Regions from separate parts of the Danio rerio genome. Here region 2 is linked to region 1. Evidence: chromatin contacts called from public HiCAR-type data. All regions are on one chromosome and are shown on one strand. Each heading gives the region's core, a stretch centred on a gene start, on an enhancer-like site or on the middle of the called end of the contact. The rest is flanking DNA. Distances are from core to core; before and after follow the strand shown.

Region 1 (5,768 bases), core at 2,009-4,508:
AAACGCATGATATACAGTTGAAGTCAGAATTATTAGCCATCCGCAATTTTAGCTATACTTACACACGTCTGTCCAAACAGCTTGAAAAGTAGATTTTTCACCATATGTGCCCTTTAAGGGAGTTAATAATATGGACCTTAAAATGGTTTTAAACAAAAATAAAACTGCTTTTATTATAGCTAAAATGAAACAAATAAGACTTTCTCCAAACGAAAAAATATTATAAGAAATACTGTGCAAAATTCCTTTCTCGGTTAATTTAGGAAATATTTGAAAAATAAAAATGAATCAAAAAATCACAAGAGGGCTTATATTTTTGTCTTCAAATGTATATCAGCAAAATACAATTATTTTGTTAGCAGAGAAAGAGAATTTGAGCAAATGCTTACATAATATGAGGGGAACGATCATTGCCTAATTGATTTTGGAAAGTTTTACAGAAGCCTTGCCTTCAGCACACGGGAACGCCTGAGGGAAAAGACCATAAACAGCGCTATAAGTCTGACTTTGAGACCGTCGCTGTCTCCTTTACATCTGCTTCTTATTATGACTCAGAAGTTCCAACCAGGCCATATACGTCTGTCTCTGTCCCAGACAGACCAGCCAAACAAGGGCAGTAAAGTCAACCACATCACCTGATGGACCACTCCTTTAGTGCTTATAAATGGCTTATCTGTTTTATGCACCTTCATTGACTGCCAATGGAAGACGTGGACTGTTCTATGCTTTATAACTTGATATGGCCTGTTTCACACCTAGCACACTACCTTGATTTATAGTTCTGTCAGTGCTGTGTTTCTCAAAAGCATTGCAAGACAAAATAAAACATCAAACTATTGGAATTAATAATATCCATGATCAACTTTACAATGCTTTTGTGGGGAACATGGCTCTGGCCAGTTGTTTTTCTGACATGATTGTTCAGTGATCCAATTAAAAGAAATAAATGCATTGCTTTGTGTTGTAGAAGCGGTTTTGGGATATGATGATTAGGGTTGCACGATATTGAAAAAATCTAACATTGCAATATTTCATGATTCTGTGATATATATATTTTGATATGAATACTATTTCACCAGATGACTTTATTATATCTATTTGCAAAGAATGGTTGAGATGATTCTATAGTGAAGTGCTTCTGAATAAATATAATAGACCATCTAAAAGCATAGATCAATACAATAAAAAAAGCTACAATAAAAAAAAACAATGTTTTATCGTTTTCCGAGTCTAACAGTGTTAATAAAATGTATCATTATTAAAGTTACAAACTGTATTGTAATGTAACGTGTGTATTGATTTGCATTAATACATGAAAATGATAACTTATATTTAATATAATATTACATAGGCTTACTCAACATAACATATGATGTGACTACGATGTGACTGTTGCGAATGATCAAATACGGATATCGATGCTGAAACGATGTATTGTGCAGTCATAATGATGTTTATTATATCTGTTAAATAAACAGCAGTTTTCAAAGTCATTATTGGAGTGTTTGCTACATGCAAAACTTCGGGTGACCTAAGTTGTTTGCCTAGCCTACCCAAAAAAAGGTTGCCTTTGTAATTTGCAGCCCTTTTTGGAGGAATATTGTAATAATAATAATAATAATATGCCGCAATAATTGTTTTAATAATTATAATAATATTTAAAAAACTGAAATATTAAATATTCATTCAATTCAAACACTCTCAAACATTTAAATGTTTTTTTATGTTGTGTATATATATTATTTAAAAATAATGTATTTTAAAGTGAATTTCATTCTGTAATAACAAATCAAAATTTCTAGTAGCAATGATTTATTCATTTATTCATTTATTCATTTATTTATTTATTTATTTATTTATTTATGTTTGTTTGTTTGTTTGTTTTGTGGAAAACCATTTCACTTTAACAAGATGTTCTTAGATTAATTTCAATTATTAATTTTATTTTAATTTTAAACTATTACATTTAAATAATTTTAGTGATGACAAATCAGAATTTGCAGTAGCCATGATTAATTAATTATTTTTTATTTGGTTTTGTAGAAACTAAGTTTTGGACATTGAGATTCTTCTTAAAAGAAATAGAAACTTTTGTAAATGTCTTGATCATTGTAATGTATCCACACTTTAAAAAAGCGAGGTAAAAAGTCATGACAACAAATGTTTTTGTTACTTAAACTTGTTTTTTACTTAAATCAGCTTTCAACTAATTCATTTTAGCTGCAGTATACAAACTTGACTTATGTAAGATAAAATGTGACTACAAAAACAGTTCATTTGATTCAACAAAAACAATAAAGAAGCATCCATTTTTTATGGTGCATTTAAAAATGGTATTTTTTACACCCTTTTGAACAATAGTGTGAGCAAAATGTACATAATAATGCAAATGAAATCATAGTGAATCAAATTTCTTGAGAAGTGTGATTTATAGAAAATTGTGATATATTGTAGTGCACAGATGGCCTGTGTGTTTCATGATAGGCTTCATGAACAGGGAAGACGCAGTAATACTCTTAGCCAACAGATGGCAGTATGTCTTAAAGATAAGACCAGGATACTGGCTTCGGCTTGAACTCACTGTAACAGTACAGCATGTGCTTATAACATACCGCCAATGTGAGAAGTCGGAAATTACACCAAATTTAGCTTGAAATCTCTCCCTACTTTTTTTCCAGCATGATCTCCAGATATGACATGATCTTATTCTCAGGGTCTGTCAGAGATGACATTCGGAGACCTCCAGCAGGGCCTATTTTCGCCCGTGAATATAGCTATGTAGGAACTTTGACTACACATGGAAAATGTGGGCTGTGGTTTTCTTCTCTTCTTGGCAAGAGACTGAAAAGAAAAAAATGGAAAAACAGTAACCATTCCAAACATATGTTCCCATGGAAGGGGGCAGCGCTACGGGTTGGTCCCCCAACCTATGTGTAGACCTAACACACTAATTATCCATTATTGTCCTCCGCATTCAATCTGTACAGAAGCTGTTTAGATATAAAACGGCAGAGGAAAATATGCCCGCCTGGTTAAATAGATCACAAACATTTATTGTAGCTTGTGTTGTGTCCCAGTTCAAATCAGCGTCAGTTCGAACAAAGCTCTATTATTTTAAAGAGTGCCATTACGGGTGGTATTGCCAATAGTGTTCATGCACTTGCTCATTTTATGATGGCAGTCGAGTTTCTGCTTGCCCAATAAAATGATTCAGTTGCATAAGACTATATTGTGCAATCATGCTATAGAGGGAGGCGTGGGAAGCGGTTCATTATGTAGAATAAGGGAGAGACTGTGTCACATTTTTCAGGAGTTCCTCGGATTGTTCAGGAAGGACAGTTTTTTCATCAGTTTAACAGTAATCAGTGTGTCATATGAGACTATGTAGTTCATCATAAATAGATAATGTCTTATTTTTGGAATGATTAACCGGCCAAGTTTAATCAGAAACTTACTTGTGTACGTTTACAGAAAAGCTGTCGTTTTAGATTGCTAATATAAAAATTAAAATAAAAGATTGTCCCTCTAAAATCCTAGAAGGATGGGTTATGTGTTGTGATATGAAGGTAAATTAGCTTTATAGCTTTTTTTTTAATAAGAATTATTGTGGTGATTTTGTAGGGAAGTGTGTTTGGGCGGCAAGCTATTGGAAAAATTTGACTATATATTGATTGGGATGATTTTATAGGTGAGTGAAATATAAATGTACTTTTATGTCATTTATTATATATACAGTGCTCAGCATATATAAGTACTTTACCAATCTCTCTTTTAAATTCATATTTTTAATAGGAAGATACACAATATTATATTTGTGCATATAATAGATTATTCAGTACTGAAGCCAAATCTAGAGCTTATGAAAAACTTGTACACCCAAATGTATGTTTTATACAGGGTAATGTGGGGTCTTAAAATGTCTGAAATCTCAAAATCCAAATTTTAGGCCCTAAAAAGTCTTAAATTTACTGAAATATTGTGTTGTAGGTCTTACGTCTTTTTAACGGATATTTAACTTTTTGCGTCTTTTTTAATGGATCTTAATTTTCCTTTGTTCATAAATTGCTGCCAAAACCCATACGGTTACCAACAATCCAATCCAATTAAACTTTTAACTTTTTATTTAAATGGTCATTTTTAACTCTATTTATCATAATGGTTTAAGTTTTTTCTTTACAATAACATTTGTTAAAAAGTGCTCCATGTATTTACTGCTGCGGACACCGACCTGGACAGACTGTTGTGCAAAGATTTAGTTTATGGTAGTTTTTAAAACTTAAGCATTTGTTCTTTATTTTATTTTAAAGAAAGTTTATGTTGGAAAAAAAGTGTATGGATACAAGTAGATTGTTTGTATCCAAATGTTTGTAGCTTGTTTTTACACAATATTTTTTGTATTTTGCTAAGAAATATTAGAATGCTAAAATATTTAATTTATTTATTAAATGTATTAAATTATATATTTTTTGATAATGCAAATAAAAATGTTTTCCATCTGGGTCATTTGAAAAATTCCTTAGCCTTTAGCCTTTTATGAGTGGAACTCTGTGGAACCTGCAGAAACCCTGGTTATAGAAAAATATTAAATAACAATTTAAAAAAGAGGAAAAAAACAAGAGAAGCAAAAAAAAATGAAAAATTTAGTTGAAGTTTTGTAGTTTGTAATTTGTTTTTGCAACAATTTGCTTGTATTTAATTGCATTATCCTTAAATTTCTAAATATATTTGGTGACTTAAATAATATTTTAATAAATATATCTGTTTAATAAATCTGTTTTGTTTAAATGCACCAAAATACATTGCCTAAATTTAAGGGAAATGGAAAAAAAACATTTTTAAAATAAGATGTACTTAAATATGCTGAGCACTGTATACAATAAACAAAACACAGTAACAAATAAACACAATTGAGCAAATATTAAAGTGAAATAAACAGAAGTGATTTGTGGAGAGTCTAACAGTGTTAAGTTACAGAAATTTAATAATCAAATGTAAATTAACAATTCATAGTCTTTATCATAAGAATTGTTAAATAAAGTGAATCTGTGTTAAACGTCTTAATGTTCTTTAAAAATTCTTTGGAGTCTCTTAAAATGCTTAAATAGTCACAGGCCTTAACAAATCCAGATAATCACTCTGTTATGCTTAATTTCAGCAAAGTCACCATAAATCTCATGTGTTTTGACTTGTGGTTCCTTGTCATCTATAATCCCAACTCTACATTGCATTATCTTGTGATGTGACTACTGCAGATACACTCATTGCAATATTGATGTGCAAAATATATAATGTGCAGCCCTAATTTAAATGAATGAGCAAATGGGGGAAAAAAGATAAATACAGTAAAACAAAGGTAAAACTTAATAAGCTGTGCTTTGATTTTCTGGGGAGTTCAACAGTATTGAGGTATATATTGAACAAAGAAGTTTAAAATGTGAGACATTTTCACAGGGAGCCTGTACTGTTCATTGGTACGGCAGCAACGTTCCTTGACTATTATGCTGGAATGAGTTCCTAGACATTTCAGCCTAGAAGATAGCAAATTGTTATAGAGGGAGGCGTGGGAAATGCTTCATTATGTAGAATGAGGAGGAGACCATGTCACAGTTTTTTAGGAGTTCCTCGGATTGTTCGAGAAGGACAATTTTTCTCATCAGTTTAACAGTAATTGATGTGTCATATGAGACTGTGTTGTGGATCATAAGTAGATAATGTCTTATTTTTGGAATGATTAACCTAGCTCAAACCAAAAACACAAGAACTGTAGC
Region 2 (5,768 bases), core at 2,452-4,951, 73 kb after region 1:
AGCCGAAACTCCCATCAATCAGAAGGCTCTCGCTGATAGAGCGTATACTAGGAGACCTACTGATGTAAGCTAGTCACCAGAGAAAATACCCAGTCGTGACGCATATCCAGGAACAAAAATAGCTCTGGGGCCCCAAGAGGGATTATACAACAGACTACGCTGAGAGGTACTTTTGCAGTGCCTGCTCTTCTGGGCTGTTTTTGTGCTTTATAAGTTGCAAAAAAAGCTGGACGTGAACACAAATAGATGGAACAAAGTACTTCAGACAAATCACAGACCCCCCGTTTGCACACTCGTTTGTGTTTGCATGCAGCAACACTTACGTCTTATCAGGCAGCATTTAAATTACAGTCTGGCCTCTGTGTCTTTGACCCGGGAATTGTCCATAGAGCGTGGTGTATAACTTCATGGTATCACCACTCACCCCTCCCTCTGCCACCTCCCGCAGGGCTATAAATAGCTCACCAGGCTATTTCTTACAAAATCCCTTTATAGATGTGCTTTCACCGATCACTCTCGGCCAGGCCCAGACACTGATATGATTATCGTTTAGATCGCGGCATGTACTTGTGCATCTGTGCTAGCGCGCATGCATTAAGCAAAGGGTTATCAGACAAGAACAGAACAAATGGTGACATTGCACAGGTGTGCAGTGTGACAATCCTGAAGATTTTGCAGAGGAACCGGCTGCAGAGCGGCCACCCCTTTCACCGCAGGGAACATTAATTCAAACTTATGCTAATATATTTACCTCCGCCACACTGTGTCATAAGTGACAGCAATGCAGCCCTTTTGAGGGTCACCTGAATGAGCTGTCAGCTAAAGAGTTATGACCACATTGGCCCACAGCTGTGGCGCTGTTCCAGCGGGCTTTTACTCAACCTGCAAGATGACATCAAGCTGTCAGGAGTCACCATGATAACGACCATCCCGGTTATCCCAAAGATGAATCAGTTAATCACATCTGCGAGCTAAACATGCCCAGCTATCCAGCAGACTTTTGCCCTTACCACAGAATCCAATTTACGCAGCTAAATATATTTGACCAGGTCTGACCTCTAGAGAGCATCTCTGTGACTAAACGACAATCGGGCCTACCGGGAGCCAGGATCCCTTGTGACATTGCCCACTCAGAAATACAGGGAAGTAAAAAAAAAAAAACACTAAAAAGCACTAAAAACAATTCCCTGGGGGTTCTCACTCACTGTCTGAACAAGTCCTTCTGTAAACATCTCTGCTGGTTTAGTTAACGATAATAAAATGTGTTGAATTGTTTTTGATAGACTCTGATTTGCTTTGTATTATTCAGTGCCACTGTTGGTCAATTAAATGGGATAATTCATGCAAAAATGAAAATGACCTTATTATTAAAGGTGCAGTATGTAAGTTTGCCACCCAGTGGTTGAACTAGGTATTGCATACCTGGATCAAAACAAACACAAATGCAGATTGCCAGAATGAGGACCAACAAAGCTGATTTAAATCGTTTTCTAAATAAAAGCAATGGCACCCGATAGAAGGAATATTGTCCATGTTAAAAGGAGTTTTTGTCTTAACCAACACCTCAAATCAAAATATTAGAAATGGCTTCTATTTCTTGCAGCTGAACAACAGAAAACTGACAATGATCGCCTCAGGTACACCTCATGTGCTTTATTCAGTGTTAAATGCTAATAATGAGAGTTTGAATGCCATTTTACCTGACATTTATTGTCATACTACTGAAAGCAGCGACGGATGGTTTACCCCCAGATCTTGAAAATTAAATAAACAATTTGAAATTGAACTTTAGACTCAAAACCAACACATATGAGTGATTCAGCCTGTACATTTAATAATGTTAAAGAGGTTTATCATATGTATAAATTAGATTATAAACCCTACCATTTGAGTGAGTGCATATTCTGTACTTCTGTATGACTGTATTTAAATTTCTGTCGTGTTTTGTTTGGTGCAAACAGCCATTCACTGCAAATCCCATCACGTAGCGTGTTGTTGGGACACGGGGTTACAATGTAACTTACTTACCTAATGTTTACATTGTTATTTCTATTATTTGAGAATTAATGACCTCATGTATAACTCAGAATTTACATCTCCTTTTGGAGTCTGCTACTGTCCACCGGAGGTCGCATTTCAGTCACAGACGCATGCTTTGAGAGCCTTTCTGAATGAATGAATGAATGAATGAATGGATGAATGAATGAATGAAATATGCGTTTTTCCAACAAGGCAACCCGGGGTGCTGAAATATAATTGGCTAAAGTGACAGTGGGCCAGTTAAAAGAACTAAAACAAAGACAGCATTCCAGTACAGAAAAAAACATTTTCAAAGCAGAATATCTGACGTCAGCATTGTTTTTTAGATAAACAAGTATGTCCACTTGGAATGTTTCTTAAATATCTGCAAACATATTATGGTATTTTTATGCTTTAGATGAGTCAGAAAAGTATAGCACCTTTATTTCTCCCTCATGTGGTTTGAAACCTTTAAGAGTTTTTTTTGTTTGTTTGTTTGTTTGTTTGTTTTTTTGCTTCTCCTGAACTCAAAAGAATATATTTTGAAGAATGCTAGTTGCTGGAAGCAAAATTACAATGAAATTCAATATTTGTGTTCAACAGAAGAAAGAAACTCAAACGAGTTTTGAATCAGTAAAGGGTGAGTAAATTATTAAAGAGGATGCAATTTTGGGTGAATATACTTTTAACAATCTTAAAAAATATTTAAATTGGCAGTGAACGAAATGCGTCCATATAACATTTCTTAAAACGTTCTGCCATTTAAAGTTGATTTTAACTGAAATGTTCAGGAACACATATGCTACTGTATATACAGTAAACAATGGAAAGGCATTTCCAGATGCATGTTTTGTTGAAAGATCATGTGGTTTTCACTACAGGCGTACGTGATAAAGAGGACATCTGTTCACTGTAGAGAAATACAGAGCAGTCTTCACTGTTTTGTTGCTCAAATTAATTATTCATCCAATATCTGTGGCCACAAGAATACACAAACTCTTACTAAATGCAGTAACACATAATAGTGCAATTCTTGCTAAACTAGGCAGATGACGTTTCGTTAATATTTAACTACAGAATATGTGATTGCCCTTGATCTAAAAAAAAAACAGCATCGGTCTACATTCTGCCTACACGTACTGTAGGTGTCCCTCAACCAGACAATGTGCTGAGTGTGAGAGCAAATACAAAAAAAGACTGCATTGCCATCCATGCAGACAGGTACGGGCCTGTCATGTTCACGGTAATGGTCAGAGAGGAGATAGCGGTCTAGGACGAGATCTAGGGCAGAATGGACGTCGGGCTGTTTCTTTGCATCATCCTCAGTAAGCATGCAGTCTGACAGCTCTGTGGCCAGGGGACAATAGGACAGGAACAAGATCTCAGCTGGCATTAGTGCTGAATGAACAAGTTTAATGGCGAAGGTGAGGCTCTGGACCCTTGCCAAGCTGTGAGCTCTTCTCTAATCAGCAGGGACTCGAGGGAGATGAAGGATCCTCCCATCACCACAGTAAACTCTGCTTACCTCACAACCTTCCTGCTGGGATTAGCATTTATTTTCCCCCTTCTCATGGACATTTTCCCTCAGTGACGTTAATGTTAAATCTATTGCTCTAACTACCTTGTGAAGTGTCCTCACGGTCTGAATGGCACTGGGGTGCGATTACTGTTACCGTCCTAAACCTTTGAAGTTTTTGACACTGACATATTTACAACTGACAACTGATTAGTCATGGTATTATTCATAAGAGAATTGTACTCCATCAGCAACCACAGAGAATGCAGTAAAGTTAGACGCCTTATAAAATGAGTGGCTGAAGCAAGATATGTCAACCACTCTTTCTTGCATATTTAGCATGTGTTAATTCTAAGATCAGATGGATTTGGGTGTTAAGTGGAGGATTATACTTGTGAGCAAAATCAATCACTACGTTTCCCAGGAGCATTTCGATCTGTATATCTTAAGTGTTTGTGTTTCCTTACTGATATACTAATATAGCAAACTATAATATGCAAATATGTATTTTAATGTAAAACTTGTCTATCTTTCTATCCACGCACACATAATTGTGTACAAATAGTATTACTATGCAGGAATAGTAATAAGAGTAATGTTTATAATATGTACATTTTAAAACAACAATGATAGTAAAGTATTAATAGCAACAATTACCAACAACCATAAATGTGATATGATGTATTAATTGTCTTTATTAAATATATTATTATTGTTGTTGTTGTTGTTGTTGTTGTTGTTATGCATTAAATTGAATCAATACATTGCATAATAAGAAAACAAATAAATAAACTAATATTTATTATAATTATTATTTTTATTATTATTACATTACATAAGAAAATTGATACATATACTAATATTAATATTATTTATTATTATATTAATAATAATAATAATATGGATAAAACTGAATCAAAACTGCAGTTAGGTGATCGTGCTAATCACTGCGCCACCGCGACACCCTATAATAATAATAATATTAAATAATAATAATAATAATTATTATTATTATTATTATTATTATTATTATTACTATTATTTTTATTATTATGGATAAATCGAAATCATTACATTACACAATAAGAAAACAAATAAAAAAAACTAATATTTATAAATAATATTATTATAATTATTATTCATGAAACTGAATCAATAAATTACATAACAAGAATAGAAATAAATAAAGTAATATTTATTTATTATTTTACATTGTTATTGTTATGTATGTTCTACTACTATTACAAATAGTAATATATATATATATATATATATATATATATATATATATATATATATATATATATATATATATATATATATATATACATATATATATACACACACTAAAAATATTTTTTTTAATTCTGCATATACTTAACAGCAAAACTTACATAATAAGAATAGAAATAAGTTAATTAATATTTATTTATTATTTTACATTGTTATTGTTATGTATGTTCTACTATTACAAATAGTAATATATATATATATATATATATATATATATATATATATATATATATATATATATATATATATACACTAAAATATTTTTTTAAATTCTGCATATACTTAACAGCAAATTAATATTGATTATTGAAGACTGTAATTTTTTTATTTTACTTAAAAACTTTTTTTTTTTAAAGATATTCTTAAAATATAGATTTTTTTATTTTATATTTTTTTGCATTATTATTATTATGGATAAAACTAAGTCAATACATTACACAATAAGAGAACAAAAAATGAACTAATAATTATAATAATAATGATTATTAATATGGATAAAACTGTATTAATACATTACATAAAAAGAAAACAAATAAATAAACGAATAGTTATTATTTTAATTATTATTATTTTTATTATTCACAAAACTGAATCAATACAATACATAATAAGGATACATATAAACTAACATTTCTTTATTATTATACATTGTTATTGTTATGTATGTTCTACTACAATTACAAAAAGTAATTGTATATATATATATATATATATATATATATATATATATATATATATATATATATACATACTAATAACAATAAAACACATTTTTAAAAATTCTGCATACACTTTACAGCAAAATAATTTGAATTAATAATAACAGACTGTAATTGTTTATTATTTTGTTTAACAAAAACTATAAATTTTTATTTTTTTGCATTGTTATTATTGTTGTTGTTGTTGTTATAATTGTTATTATATGTATTGTTTTAGTTTT

Evidence for each region. HiCAR-type assays count read pairs that join an accessible place to other places.
Region 2: a HiCAR-type map of caudal fin shows a contact between it and region 1, with 4 times the contacts expected there. The contact joins two enhancer-like sites. A contact is called at or near these places in 3 of 18 Hi-C or Micro-C datasets (caudal fin, embryo and hematopoietic stem cells) and 2 of 4 datasets of contacts at active chromatin or transcription factors (caudal fin and embryo).

What each region holds. Positions count from the first base shown.
Region 1 is chr20:40,779,728-40,785,495 of GRCz12tu, forward strand. The region is part of intron 2 of aig1 (androgen-induced 1 (H. sapiens)); the gene reads left to right. Among named protein-coding and RNA genes, the nearest start is that of aig1, 12 kb to the left of the region's middle. Within about 2 kb of position 3,259, at least 20 of the 62 cell types and tissues checked have an H3K27ac peak or open chromatin away from gene starts, as enhancers often do. A contact at or near this core is called in caudal fin, where this site is marked.
Region 2 is chr20:40,851,995-40,857,762 of GRCz12tu, forward strand. The region is part of intron 2 of aig1 (androgen-induced 1 (H. sapiens)); the gene reads left to right. It also overlaps a transcript of hivep2a not described here. Among named protein-coding and RNA genes, the nearest start is that of hivep2a, 57 kb to the left of the region's middle. Within about 2 kb of position 3,702, at least 5 of the 62 cell types and tissues checked have an H3K27ac peak or open chromatin away from gene starts, as enhancers often do. A contact at or near this core is called in caudal fin, where this site is marked.